Regions from separate parts of the Mus musculus genome. Here region 2 is linked to region 1. The links are chromatin contacts, called in public Hi-C maps. All regions are on one chromosome and are shown on one strand. The core of a region is the stretch at or near the end of the contact, and the rest is flanking DNA. Distances in the headings are between cores, read along the strand shown. Region 1 has its middle 10 kb from the start of Gm46285. Region 2 has its middle 27 kb from the start of Aipl1.

Region 1 (6,737 bases), core at 3,176-5,675:
TTTGTAGTGCATCTGACCAAGCCCCATGTCTTAGTTAGGGTTTCCATTGTGAAGAGACACCATGACCAAGGCAACTCTTATAAAGCACATTTAATTGGTGCTAGCTTACAGGTTCAGAGGTCCAGTCCATTGTCATCAAGGCAGGAAGCATGGCACAGGAGCTGCTGAGAATTCTAGGTCTTGTTTCTAAGGCAAACAGGAGAAGACTGGCTTCCAAGAAGTTAGGAGGAGTGTCTTAAAGCCCACCCCCACATTGACAGACTTCCTGCAACAAGACCACACCTCCTAATAGTGCCTTTCCCTGGGCCATGCATATTCAACCACTACATCCTAGCCCAGAGGTAAGCAGAGAAACTTGCCTGAGGATGAAAAGAGAGTGGATAGTTTTAGCATTGGTCTGCTCTGTCACATATGGGCTATACATGTTTAACAAAGGATCATTTGTGGTGATGTCTTCAGCCTCACTAAGGGTTGAAAAGTCAAACTGCCTTTCCATCTCCTGTTTTCACTCCACACCATGTTGTTTGGTGGATGTTAATCAACCTGGAAGACCACTAACTTTCTGGATTAGCTGCCTGATTATAGTCATATCCAGTGGCACCCACACCAAAGGCACGTTGGGGCCTCTGATTCCTGTCTGTCTCATAGTCTTGCAAAGGAGACTGTCAAAGGGATTGTTCTGCCTTGTTTCTCATTTGTCTCCATCAACTTCCTGAGGCTGGAAATTACCTAATAACTACTGTGATGGCTTGAATATGTTGGGCCCACAGGAAGTGGCACTATTAGGTATGACCTTGTAAGAATAAGTACAGTCTTGTTGGAGGAAGTATGTCACTGTGTCACTGTGTGGGTAGACTCCTGGTGTTCAAGCTCTGCCCAGCTCAGAAGAAAGAGTCTCCGGTTGCTGCCTTTGGATCAAGATGTAGAACTCCCGTGGCTCCTTTTCCAGCACCATGTCTGTCTGCAGGCTGCCTTTCTTCCTACCATTATGATAATGGACTGAACATCTGAAACTGTAAGCCAGCCCCAATTAAATATTTTCCTTTATAAGAGTTGCCTTAGTCATGGTGTCTTTTCACAGCAATAGCAACCCTAAGACAACTACCAACCATGTTTGCACAAACCACTTGATTGGTAATCAAGTATCTTCATAGATGGAATCCATTCTGATTCTTTACCATTTCCTCATTCTACCAATAAGGAAACGGAGGCCCAGAGAGCTGCACACGGCTTTACCTAGGTTATATCAACCTGGATTGGGAAATCTGGGATTTTGACAATGAACTGCAGATTCTAGAGTTAGGCCTTCCCTCTCCCACTCTATGGATGGGCTTCTTGCTGACCAGGACCAAATCTTTCTCTCTTGTGGCTTTCCTTGGCTCCACAGCACTCCACTAATGTCACCCCAGCCCTGTGTGATGCTCTATCTACCACATCCACAATGCTTTCACTTCTTTGATTTATGTGAACAGAAATCACTCACTAAAATTTAATTTGGTAAATTTCCATCTTTGTAAGTAGCTAATTCAATGAAGGCGAGGCAGCGAGGCAGCAGTTACTCAAGCTATTTCCGTGCAGCCAGCCCTCCCGATTGCCAAGAAGGCTCAAGAGTCCTAGGCTGCTTTAAATCCATATCCCTTCATTATTATGTCAGGGAAAGTCATTATGTCACCGGAGAAAACACTTCCTGTCTGGAAAAATAAAAGGCCATCATGGGCCTCGGATTAGCATTCTCTGCCAGGGATTAGGCAGGAGCTCTTTCGGAGCACACTCGCTGTATTATGTGGCTTGATGATTACCTACCCACACTGACTGGTGACGACTATTTATCTAGCCCAGAGCAATACAGTGCAACAGACCCACCCTTATGCTCCACCACGGATCCCTTCTTAGGTTTCTGCCTGGAACTCAGCTCCCAGAATCCACTGGGACCTGGCACAGAGAAGGGGAACAGCTCTTGGCACTCGGAGACCACGCAGGAAATACTTCTGGGCTTTGTGTGGATGGTGAAAAGTTAAGAAGCCTCTGGAACAAAGACACTGGGCCATGTCTTAAAGAGTAGGACAAAATAGAGCTGGCCACATAAAATGATACCCTGGGATGTAAAACCTGTTTTGAAGCCTCAAGGTCAAGGTTCTGTCTTTGCACCACCGAATGGACACCATGAGGTGGGAGCAGAGAGGGTGGTGGTTAGTTTTTGAGGGGAACAGGCAAGAACACTTGTCCCAAAGAGTGAGTTTCCTAAGAGGTTGTAAGGCCTGTGTAGGACAGGCTTGATTTGAGAGTAACAACAAGAAGAAAGAACACATTCAGACAGCCATTACAGCAGGGGAATTTTCAGGGGATCCTAGAGCCCTAACTCAGTCTGGATTTGACCATCTTGCTTCTGCTAGTCTTGAGATGGCTGAATTGGGTCTCCATAGCCAAGGAGATGTTGAATGTAGGGGCCTGAAACTGGGGGCAACTGCAGAAGCTGAGTTTATCTGGGGAGCCACAAGTGGCTGTAGCATGCTTCTCTGCTTGGTACAGAAGCATGTGTCATAGATACAATGAAAGGGACTGGGTTGAGGAACACTCAGGCCTATTGCAGTCTGGAGGGCACAGAAGGCAGAGGAATCAGAGAGCCCTGCCAGGGAGCTGGAACACCAGGAGGTCTTAAGGATGCCAAATGGTTGTGAGTCACTGAGCTGAGAGTACAGTCCCTTCTAGGCACTTACTGAGGCTGAGGTCACAGAACAGAACATCAGTTCCAACATAAGGTGGCAGCTGGATGGCTGTCTGGAGAAAGCCTGCCAGCCACAGTTCTCACCTGTTGATAGGACTTAACAGTCTCATAAATTCTGATGCAGGTGTAGGGTGGGGCAAGTTTCTAAAAACAAATAGTCCTGAATCTGTGTCTTGGATGTGTGGTCTCTGAGAAAATGCCTTTGGACCTTTGTTTCCTTATCTATAAAATAAACCTGATTAAAATGTTCCTGCTCCTTAAGAGCTGGTGTGCTGATTAGACAAGGTCATGTCATCTGTGGACTCTAATTTACCCTCACTTACTGGGCCAGCCACTAATGGTGTATAGGGTCACAGGGTCTCCGAGTTAGAGAGTGACAAGAGCTGCTTTCTAAGACCTGCAGCTCTGACTCTAGCTTTGAAGTCACCAGCAAGCAGGAGTAAAGTCTGCCCCTCAATGTGAAGCCTAGTCTAGAGGGGCTGGCAGTGGTCCCACATGTGAACGGCCATCCTAAAAACAGATCCATACCAGGTTGTCAGGTCTTCATCCACTTTGTGCATTAGTGTCAGGACATAGCTGATAAGTGCCAACCTTCTACCTGTCCAGAACTCACTGACAACCCTTCCCTTGATAGCTGCCCCAGAGCCAGTGTTTACAGGTCTCCCTGAGACCTTGTTCTTGCCTCCTATGGTATGTCACAGTAGTGAGGTCTTATACTGGCTAGTTTTGTGTCAACTTGACACAAGCTGGAGTTATCACAGAGAAAGGAGCTTCAGGTGAGGAAATGCCTCCATGAGATCCAGCTCTAAGGCATTTTCTCAATTAGTGATTAAGGAGGGAGGTGCCTTGTGGGTGGTGCCATCCCCGAGCTGGTAGTCTTGGATTCTATAAGAAAGCAAGCTGAGCAAGCCAGGAGAAGCACGCTGGTAAGTAACGTCCATCCATGGCCTCTGCATCAGCTCCTGCTTCCTGACCTGCTTGAGTTCCAGTCCTAAGTTCTTTTGGTGATTAACAGCAATGTGGAAGTGTAAGCTGAATAAACCCTTTCCTCCCCAACTCGCTTCTTGGTCATGATGCTTTGTGCAAGAATACAAACCCTGACTAAGACAGGTTTCACCCTGAAGCTAATCCTACTAGGACTCCTCCTTAGCCAGTGGCTTCTAGACTTGATTTGTCTACCCTGCCCTACTATCTAGACATATTTAACTCTGCTTGATATAGACTGTGGTTAAGGAGCTCAAACAGAATTCATCCCAAATGCAATTCCTACACACCCTCTTCCCCACACACAGTTCTTCCCCAGTCTCCTGTGACGGCCATCCGTGAAGCTCCGCCAGCATGTCTAGATTTGTATCATCCGTGCCATCTGCTGTCCTTCCCTCCTTCCGGCATCCAGCCTACTGGAGCTTCCAACCACCCCAGCCTCCCAAATACAACCCACTGCTTACTTCTCTCAGCTCCCCGGTAACACCCTGGGCTAGGTGCTCTACAGCCCCAAGATGTCCTGATGGCTTTCAGGACTTCTTCAAACCCATTGCCTACCAAGTAGCCTGGGAAGCATTTTCAAAACACAAATCAGGTTGTATCTGAGGTCTTAAAAACCTTCTTCTTGGTGTGCGTAATTAAAAACAGAACAGAGCTGAGGCAGATGGCACAGGGTCGAAGTGTGAATAGGGTGTTGAGGGGAGCTTAAAGATGCATGGCTAGGAGCAGCAGAGAGCCAGTCAGAGCTGCAAATGGCAGCCTGACAGAGAATGTGTTGTTGTCACCTTAGAAGGGAGAAACTTGGCACGCTGACAGCTGAAGGGACACACCCGAGGGAGCAGGGTTTGAGGGATTTGTTTAACTAATAAGGTTTCTTAGAAGAGCTTGCATCTAATTTACTTTGTTCACTACAGGATTTCTGTCCAAATAAACTTATTTTTATCAGCTCCCTAGGAAAAGGGAACCAGAGGGGGGGGGGGAGGGAGAGAGAGAGAGAGAGAGAGAGAGAGAGAGAGAGAGAGAGAGAGAGAGAGAGAGAGAGAGAGGAGAGAGGCTTCGCCACTGTTACAAGTCCCTTCTGGATCTACCCTGGCCCAGCCCCCTGCAGCTGACATAGTTGTCAGCCATGCTCTGTGGCAGCTGAAGAGAGAGACACTGAGACACACAGTCTGATTGTTCTTGCTTGTCCTCCTCCTATTTCTGCCTCCTCTGCTTTCTTTCCTGAACATTCCATCCTACATCGAGCATAGGAATGCCCCACCCAGGGTGCTGGAGCTCTCACAGGGAAGCAGGACACCCATAGGGGAGGGACATTGTGAGGAATGTCAGTAGCTGAACAGTGTGGCATGGGCTAAAAGAAACAGACTGGCTGAGAAGGACTGGCTGTGGAGGACATCGGTGTGATGGAGAATTGGCCTGACCAGCTTCAGATCCCAAGACTAGGTTATGGGAGGAACCTGGTGTGAAGACCTCAGGTCCAAGTGAGATAAGAAGGCCTTTTTCCACATGATGAGGGGATGAACCTGTGTGAAGACCCCTAGCTCCAAGCAAGGTAAGAAGGCTTCTTTCCACATGGTGATGAGCTTGGGTGCCCAGTCCTAAGGAGAGCAAAAAACACAATACATAGGCTAGGGCAGTAGCATGACATGAGGGTTCAGAGTTCCTAAGAGACAATAGTAGAGACAAAACACAAGGCTGGTCACAGTGAGGTGACACGATCAAATAAACACAGAAGAGAACAGAAGCCAGACATTTCAGATTGAATTGTGTTCCCCCAAAACATGTGGTGATGCCTTCACCCCAAGATCCTTTTAATGTTGCCTTACATGGAAAGGAAGTTGTCTTCTGAGGACTGACACCTCATGTCAGCCAACCTTCCACACACAGGAATAACAGGAATGTGCCTCGAAGCTGAGGCATGCCAAAGTTCTGTAGTGACCTCTAGAAGCTAGGACCCAAGCACAGAATAAGACCTCATGCCAGCAGAAAGAACCCACCCTGATGGCAGCTTTGTGGTTATCTTGGACATCTTGCTTCCAGATCAATGAGAAAATAAGCTTCTGTTTTCAAAACTACTCAGTTTGTGTTGCTTTTTATTGGCAGCCCTGGAACACTAATGTCCAGGGGCATCAGTACAGAAGCAAGTTATGCACACCGAAAGGAAGAAATCTAGAATAAATAGATCTTGTGGAGTTGAGTTGTAATTGGATGTGTGCTGGTAATCCAATGGATTCCAGGAGTTAGAAAAATATAAAAAATAAATTGAAATGTAATATGAGGCAAGTTTCCTAACTCTATCTTCTGAGAAAGCCTAGAAGCAGAGATATTCCAACAGAGATAGATGTGTCTGGTGCCCTGATCGTAGCTACTCACTACCATACTCCACTAAAAGCTAAAAGTGTCCCTGAGGCAAATGATTGCTTCTAGACATAGAACTTATGCACAGTTAATCTAGAAAACCTTATGTCAGAAATTAAGGAGGTGAACAAAGGAAATGGTGACATGTCCCTGTGACATTGGGAAGCTCTACAAAGTTCCCACCCGTTACCTGTGAAACTATTCAAGTGCCACACTAAACAGTGACAGCGATGGATCACTCATGGAATAAAACTGGAAACATAGGTAGATACCAATAAGTGAATAAGTTAAAATGCAGAGAGGAATAAGATAATTATGCAATCTCAAACCCCCTTGTTGTAAAAATGCTTACTGATTAAAAAGGAAAAGAATAACATTGTAGTGAAGAAGTCTGGCAGAGCAAATCTTAATTAATTGATGAGTGCAAACATCTTGAGTAAGGGACAAATTGGAATCAAGTGTTGCTGGGTGGGATGGAGGAGAGGATGCAAGAGGGTGTACCGGTGGCTCTGTTCTATTCCTGCCTGTGATGTGTAAATGCGATCTAATCACGAGGAAGCCTCAGACAGCCTCAAAATAACTCCTGTGATCTTCAGAAGTGCCGAGGTCTCCAAAGTCAAGGGCAGGATGAGAATTGTTCCTGACTGAAAGATTCTAAAGGGACCTGGGA
Region 2 (6,737 bases), core at 2,725-5,224, 110 kb after region 1:
TACACACACACTACACACTCACACACACAAGCCTACACTCACAAATACATACACATACATACATACATACACTATACACACACACTCATACACACACACAATCATACACACACCCTACACACACACACACAATCATACACACACTACACACTCACACATACACACACAAGCATACACTCACACATACATACACATACATACATACATACACTATACACACACACTACACACTCACACATACACACACAAGCATACACTCACACATACATACACATACATATATACTCTATACACATACACACACTATACACATACACACACTACACACATACACACACTACACACACAAACACACACATATACACACACACAGTTCTTTCTATCTATTTGAAAATTGGGCTTCCACTCAAGAGATTGTGGGAAAGGTTCCAGTGACTTAAAAAGAAGTCACGGGGTAAGTAGGTGGGGTGATGATTGAGCACCGACGCACAAAGTGGGTGTAGCTTGATGATAGGGTACTCAGCATGTAGGGGTGTAGCTCATAATAGAGTACTTAGCTGGCATGTAGGACACCTTAAGCTTGACCCCTAGAACTACCAAAGTCAAAGGCAAGACTCTTAGAAACATAGCCCAAGGGGGGAGTTCTAGTGCCTGTATTTTGTCACCAAATGGTCAGATAGGCAGGAGAGGACAGGGGAAAGGCTCAGCAGATGAGTAGCAATACGTCCATCCTCAGCTACCAAGATACAGAATAAGGCGCTTCTTAAACCCCTGCTGCAGTCCTGCACCAGATGTGGGCAGCACAACTGCAAGGCAAAGTGGCTGCCATCTGGCAGGGGAGGACCCTTGAGGCAGATTGTTCTTGTAAACGGCCAGGTATTTCTACGTTATGCTGTGTGGACCACACAGCTTCTGTCGCAATGCTTCAACTCCACCACTGTTCTGCAAATCCAGTTACAGACAGGACAGAGATAAGTGGAAGCGGCCGTGTCCTAGCAACACTTTATTTACCAGAGTGGCTGTTTATGCATAAGAACACCGAGACACAGCGGTGCTGTGCACACCTGTGGGCTCAGCATTCTGGAGAAGGGAATAGAACAACTGGAGCACAGGGTTAGAGTCTAGCCTGGGCATCTGGGTAACACCCTGGGTTTTTGTCGTTGTTGTTGTTTTGTTTTGTTTTTAAGCAAGCTGAGCAAGGTGGTGCACACCTTTAATCTCAGCATGCCAGAGACAGACATAGGTGGATTTCTGTGGGCTCAAGGCCTGCCTAGTCTACATAGTGAGTTCCAGGCAAGATATAGATACATAGTAAGACTTGGTCAAAGAAGGAGGAAAAGGAAGGGGGAAAGGGAAGGAGTGGGGACAGAAAAGGAAGGAAGGAAGGGAAGAAGGAAAAAAAACAAAAAAGCTAGGTTGCTCTGAAGGAAGAAAAATCAAGATATAGTCAGAGGGGGCAGGGCTTATGGCCATCAGTGAAAGATGCAGAATCCTTCAAGATTCAGCCCCAGGGAGGGCTTTGAGGCAGAGAAGGATGAACTGGTTTGTACCTGGAAGGGACTTCACTCTGGGTTTTGCTACAATCTGACTCAGTCTGTGTAAATAGGAAAACATCAAGGGAGGGCTGAAACTTCGGTCCATCAGCTAGACTCCAGATCTGCCTGAGGAGTTCCAATTCCCTTGAGAGCCGGAAGACCTATCTCTAATGAATCTGTGTTGACAATAGCCACAGGGTAATTACACGTCATTCTCCATTGCTTTTCAAGTACATCTGTGGTCATAAACTCATGCCAAACCTTGTGGATGGTGCAAGGTGGACCAGGCAAGCCCTTTGTGTTCATTGCTGTGTTCATTGCTGTATTCATGCTGGGACCATGACATCTGACAGACACAACTTCACGCTCACGGTTTCAAAGGAGTCCACGTTCATCCTGATGGGAAAGCATGGTGAAGGTGGTGGCAGGAGGAGTGTGGGACCACACAGGCCAGTTCTATGCCAGCCAAGCTAGACACATCTTGGAAGAAGGGACTTCAGGTGAGAAAATGCCCCCACTAGACTGATATGTGAGCAAGCCTGTGGTGTGTTTTCTTGATTGATGATTGATGTGGGAAGACCCAGATCACTGTCACAGTGCCACCTCTGGGCTGGTTGTCCTGGATGCTCTTAGAAGGAAGACTGAGTAAGTTGGTAAGCATTTTCCTCCATGGCCTCTGCATCAGTTCTTGCCTCCAAGTTCCTGCTTTGGCTTTACTGGATGGTAGACTTCAAACTACAAGACAAAATAAACCCTTTGCTCCCCAAGTTACATTTGGTCATTATTGTTATTGCTGCTATTATTGTTATTATTATTATTATTACTATTACAGAGTAGACATCCTAACTAAGCTGGGAACACAAACTCCTCATGTGGTACAGCCAGGAAGCAGAGAGTGCAGAGGGTCACCAGGGTGAGTGTAACCTCCTAAGACCTGCCCCTAGATGTCTATTTCTACCAGGGAGATCCCTACATCCAGAAGACTCCACTGCCTCCCCTACATCACCACATATGAGCCTGTGGGAACCTTTCACATAAAAACCAAAGTATCCACTCTCTTCATATTACAGAGCAAGACTGAAGGCCTGAGATGTGAAGTGGTCCCTCAGGATCACATGACTAGAAGACCTAGAGATCAGAGCTAATGCTGGAATCACTGAGAGTTCAGCGTTCTCCTAGCCTAACTTGTGGTTCTAACTTGCAAACATTGTGGCCATTCAGTATGCATTTCTGGAATTTAATGCGCATTGAATCAGCTTGTATCTTCTCTAAAGAGACATGATATGAGGCATGTATGTATTTCAAATAAAAAAGGGAGTTTCAATTTTTCAAAGTTTATGAAATGAAGCAGCCCCAAGGCATGTCTTGCAATGAGGTCGGATTTACGCAAAACAAGCCACCAGGTCTGAGAGATGCTCTCTTATCCCCTGACCTCTGGCAAGTCCCTTCCTCACCCAACAGTTTATTCTCAGCTGTTACACAACGGAGTGGGATCAATGCTCACTGGAGTCTCTCTCTACTCGAAGAAAAATGCTTTAATCAATTAGGTCTGGGCATTGGGCCAACATTTTCACATTCTCACCATAAACCATTCTGTAAGCTGTAAGAGGAGGCAGAGGTATTTGGAGTCCTCTGAAAGAAGGCTGAAGTCATCTCCCTCTAGACCACGGATCTCAAGGCCAGCAGGAGCCAAAGACAGGCAGGCCACTGCTGTAAGTTTGCAGGTGACCAGTAAGCCTCTAAAAAAAAAAAAAATCACGGACTTCTCAGACCAATACACTGGGAACTGCTGGTCCTGACTCTGCATTTCACAAAGGCACTAGTCCTGGACAGCATCTCTCTTCCTTCAGCGAGGGATCACAGAAGAGATGATGAGCAGCTAATACAACCTCCACGAGGAGCTGAGAAGATAGCACAATGGGTAATGTGCTTGCAGCACAAGTGTGGAGACCTGGGATTGAGTCCTCAGAATCCACATAAAGTCCGGGAGTGATAGGTCCTATCTGTAATCCCAGCATCCTGCAATGAGATGGAAGCAGAGACAGGAGAACCCCCAGAAGCTGCGGGACCAGCGAGCCTGGACCACACAGCAGAGAACAACAAAAGAAAGGCTCCGTCTCAAACTAGAGAGAAAGCAGAGTCCAAAGGTTATCCTCCAACCTCCACACACAGGCTGTGGCAAGCTTTCCCCTGTGAGTGCACAACCACACACATACAAAGTAAAGAAAGAAAGAGAGAAATGTAAACATTAAAAACTATCATCCACGATCTGGAGGAACTAAAACAACCTCTTGCATATCCGACACTCCTTAAGGGAAGCTCTGTAGCCAGCTCTTCACCAGCAGTGGGTCCCCAGCTCACCCAGCATCTCATCCTGCTTGGTGATGCTCTGAGCAAGTGCCAGCAGAGCCACCTGGCTAGAGGGGCAGGAAGAAAGCAGTTCAGAAATGAGGCTGCTGGGAAGGAAGCGTTTGACGGAACTTCCTGGTTCCTTCTGAATAGTAATGAGTGGTGTGCAGAAGTCAAGATTTTTATTTCTTGTTTTTCAAAAGCCACATTGATGGGAGCAGGCTCACAATACAAACAGTGGTGATTGCAATCACTTGCTGTTCCCATGGTAACAGACAAGATTAAAAGGGCAAACAACAGAGCTGGAACTCTCTTCAGATTAAACTCTCCTGATTTTAATTGCCAGGCAGCACGCTGACACATGAAATCCCAGACTCTGTTTAACAAAATCAAAACCTCCCCTCTGCTACCGACGGGATTAATTCAGGCTGACCAGACTAGTCCTCACTCTCCCCGTGCAGGGCTTGAAGCACCACAAAAAGTCAAGCCTTGCATACCTCCAGCACCAGAGGGTCCATTACCTGCAGCAGAGAATCCCTCTGTGTTGCCCCAACTGCTAATCTCCATTAATAAGCTCCTGCTTTCATGGCCACCAGCGCCAAGCAGTTTTGTGCTTCCTGCCTTGCAAATGAGGGAACTGCAGCTTGGAGAGATTAGAGTTAAGTGCTAGACACTCAGTACCATCCTGTCTGTCCCCAAACCCAAGATACTTTGCCAACCCTCTGCCTCTGGAGGAAGGAATGGAAAAGTGTGGAGATGATTGGCTTGCAGGGGTGACATGACATAGAAAGGCCAGAGACAGCTGGGCAGTTGACACCTGGCCCTGACCCAACAGTTCCCTGCTAGCCCTTGTCCCTCCCCAGAGAAACTGTAATTCTAACTGAGAGCTCAGCTCTACCTTGGTGCCACTCAGCAGGGTGGTGGTGTTGTAGTAATAATATTCTTGGATTTTCTTCATTCCATGGTGCCTGCTTTCCCCGGCTCCAGCTTCTTTCTCTCCTGGGTGGTGAGTTTTCACCTCACACAGCTGCTTGGAGTTTGATCAAGTTGGTACAAAGCCACCTCGGCAAGCCTAGGGAGAAAGAGCCCTTCAGAAAAACAACACTGAAATAAAACAACAAAAGATTCACTGGGAAATAATGATTGAACAAGCCATGCAGGGCATCTGCTCTCCAGCCCCAGATAAACAAAGTCAATCTCTAAACCATGTAGTCAGGCATTATTTACTGCTCAACTTCTTATTGGGCACCTACAGTATTCAAAAGAAAATTGCTACATCATTCAACACAGGGACGTGCAGCAGGTGCTGCCACCAGCATCCACCAGAGCAAGATACAAAGTATACAATATACATGGTGCTGGACTACTGATGCTGAGACATTATCCTGGAAGGCTTAGGAAAGTAGTCTTTTCATCACTTGTTCAGCTACTGCTGCTCTATAAGGGTGAATAGAAGTCTAGAAGCCAGCTTTTTGGAGAAGACAGTAAGAGATCAAACACACCCCCCATCCCAACCCAAGTTCCCTGGAGGGGCAAGAAGAGGGAAAATAAAACACAGAAACTGATCTTGGGAATAACAACTGGGCTGAACAGGGAGAAATGAGGAGTTCGGAGGAGAAGGGGTTATTGAGAAACAACCTTGGAAACAAGTAGCTGAAGCCAGGGGAGGAAATAGCTCTTGAAAAGCATGTTGTTACAAAGATGCGGTAGTAGGGACTCCACCAGTCAGTCTCGGGGATTGCCCTTGGAATCCTTGCTACTGGAAGAGGAAGAACATGGGAGAGAGCAAGCAGGGAGGAAGGGCTGCAAGCCAAGCCAAGAGGTCCAACAACTAGCCCAGTGTGATAAGAGAAAGAAACTAATGGGGGGAAAGAAAACAAGGCTTTTCTCCCCATTCCACCTCCCAAAGCCTCTGTCTAGCCAAACTGGAAGCCAAAAAGTGCATGACCTTTGTGACCCAAGACAGACAGCCTCTCAGGATACAGAGAAAAGCAGCCAGTAAAGGGGAGCTGAAATCATCCGAAAGGCAGCAATAGCTAAGCCCCACATGAAGGGAAGTGTCTCAGGGACACACACACTTATCCCACTAAAGTGATCCCTGCTGCTCCCCAAACCGTCTGAAATCAGCAGGCAGTGAGTGAGGATGGAGGGAGGTGATGCTGACAGAGGGCAGGCCGACTGAAACGGTACGGCAGGGAGACAGAGACGGCGTTGCCACAGTGACCCAGAACAAGGGAAGGAGTGGGCTGCTCACCACGCCCACACATGAGAAGTTTCAGGAATTAGATACAAAGATACCCCAGGGAACTTTGATCATTGGAACCATCCTGGACCAAACACAGATGGTGGACAAAAGTAAGGATGCCCAGGCCTGCCAGAGGCCTTCTTCACCCCAGCAACAGGGTGCTTTCCACTTGCAGGTAGAGGTGGTTGATTAGGGAGATGTACACAAAAGGCCATCCACAAGGATGGTCAGAGAAGTCCATACACTAAATCCCAAGCAAGCCCCAGTCCACTGTTTCAATTGCTGCCAGCCACACATACCCTTTCAGGCAGGGCTCTTCATAGCCTGAAAAGCCTAGGACAGGAAGTCTATAAGATGCAGATACCGGAAGACCCCAACCTTAACCCTATTCTATAATTATTCTATGGCTAAGCCCCTATTCCTGATTCTCTTGTCACTGTGAGCTCCCTGCATCTGCAGAAACATAGTCAACTGTTTAGGCCTCACCCAGTGCCTGGAGAGTTGGCAGAGCAGTAAAGAGTGCATACTGTCCTTAAAGAGAATGTGGGTTTGGCTCAAGTCCCCACTTCAGGGAGTTCACAACTACTTGTAACTCCAGTTCAGGGGAT

The links. A called contact is a pair of places that touch in the nucleus more often than the background predicts.
Region 2: a contact with region 1 is called in a Hi-C map of cortical neurons, with 2.3 times the contacts expected there. The contact joins two enhancer-like sites. A contact is called at or near these places in 3 of 39 promoter capture datasets (embryonic stem cells, frontonasal cranial neural crest and pre-B cells), 3 of 15 datasets of contacts at CTCF or cohesin (CD8 T cells, large pre-B cells and pro-B cells) and 9 of 484 Hi-C or Micro-C datasets (the AtT-20 cell line, cerebellar granule neurons, cortical neurons and 5 more).

What each region holds. Positions count from the first base shown.
Region 1 is chr11:71,898,381-71,905,117 of GRCm38.p6, forward strand. No RefSeq gene overlaps it. Among named protein-coding and RNA genes, the nearest start is that of Gm46285, 10 kb to the left of the region's middle. Within about 2 kb of position 4,426, at least 23 of the 459 cell types and tissues checked have an H3K27ac peak or open chromatin away from gene starts, as enhancers often do. A contact at or near this core is called in the AtT-20 cell line and cortical neurons, where this site is marked.
Region 2 is chr11:72,007,452-72,014,188 of GRCm38.p6, forward strand. No RefSeq gene overlaps it. Among named protein-coding and RNA genes, the nearest start is that of Aipl1, 27 kb to the right of the region's middle. Within about 2 kb of position 3,975, at least 41 of the 459 cell types and tissues checked have an H3K27ac peak or open chromatin away from gene starts, as enhancers often do. A contact at or near this core is called in the AtT-20 cell line and cortical neurons, where this site is marked.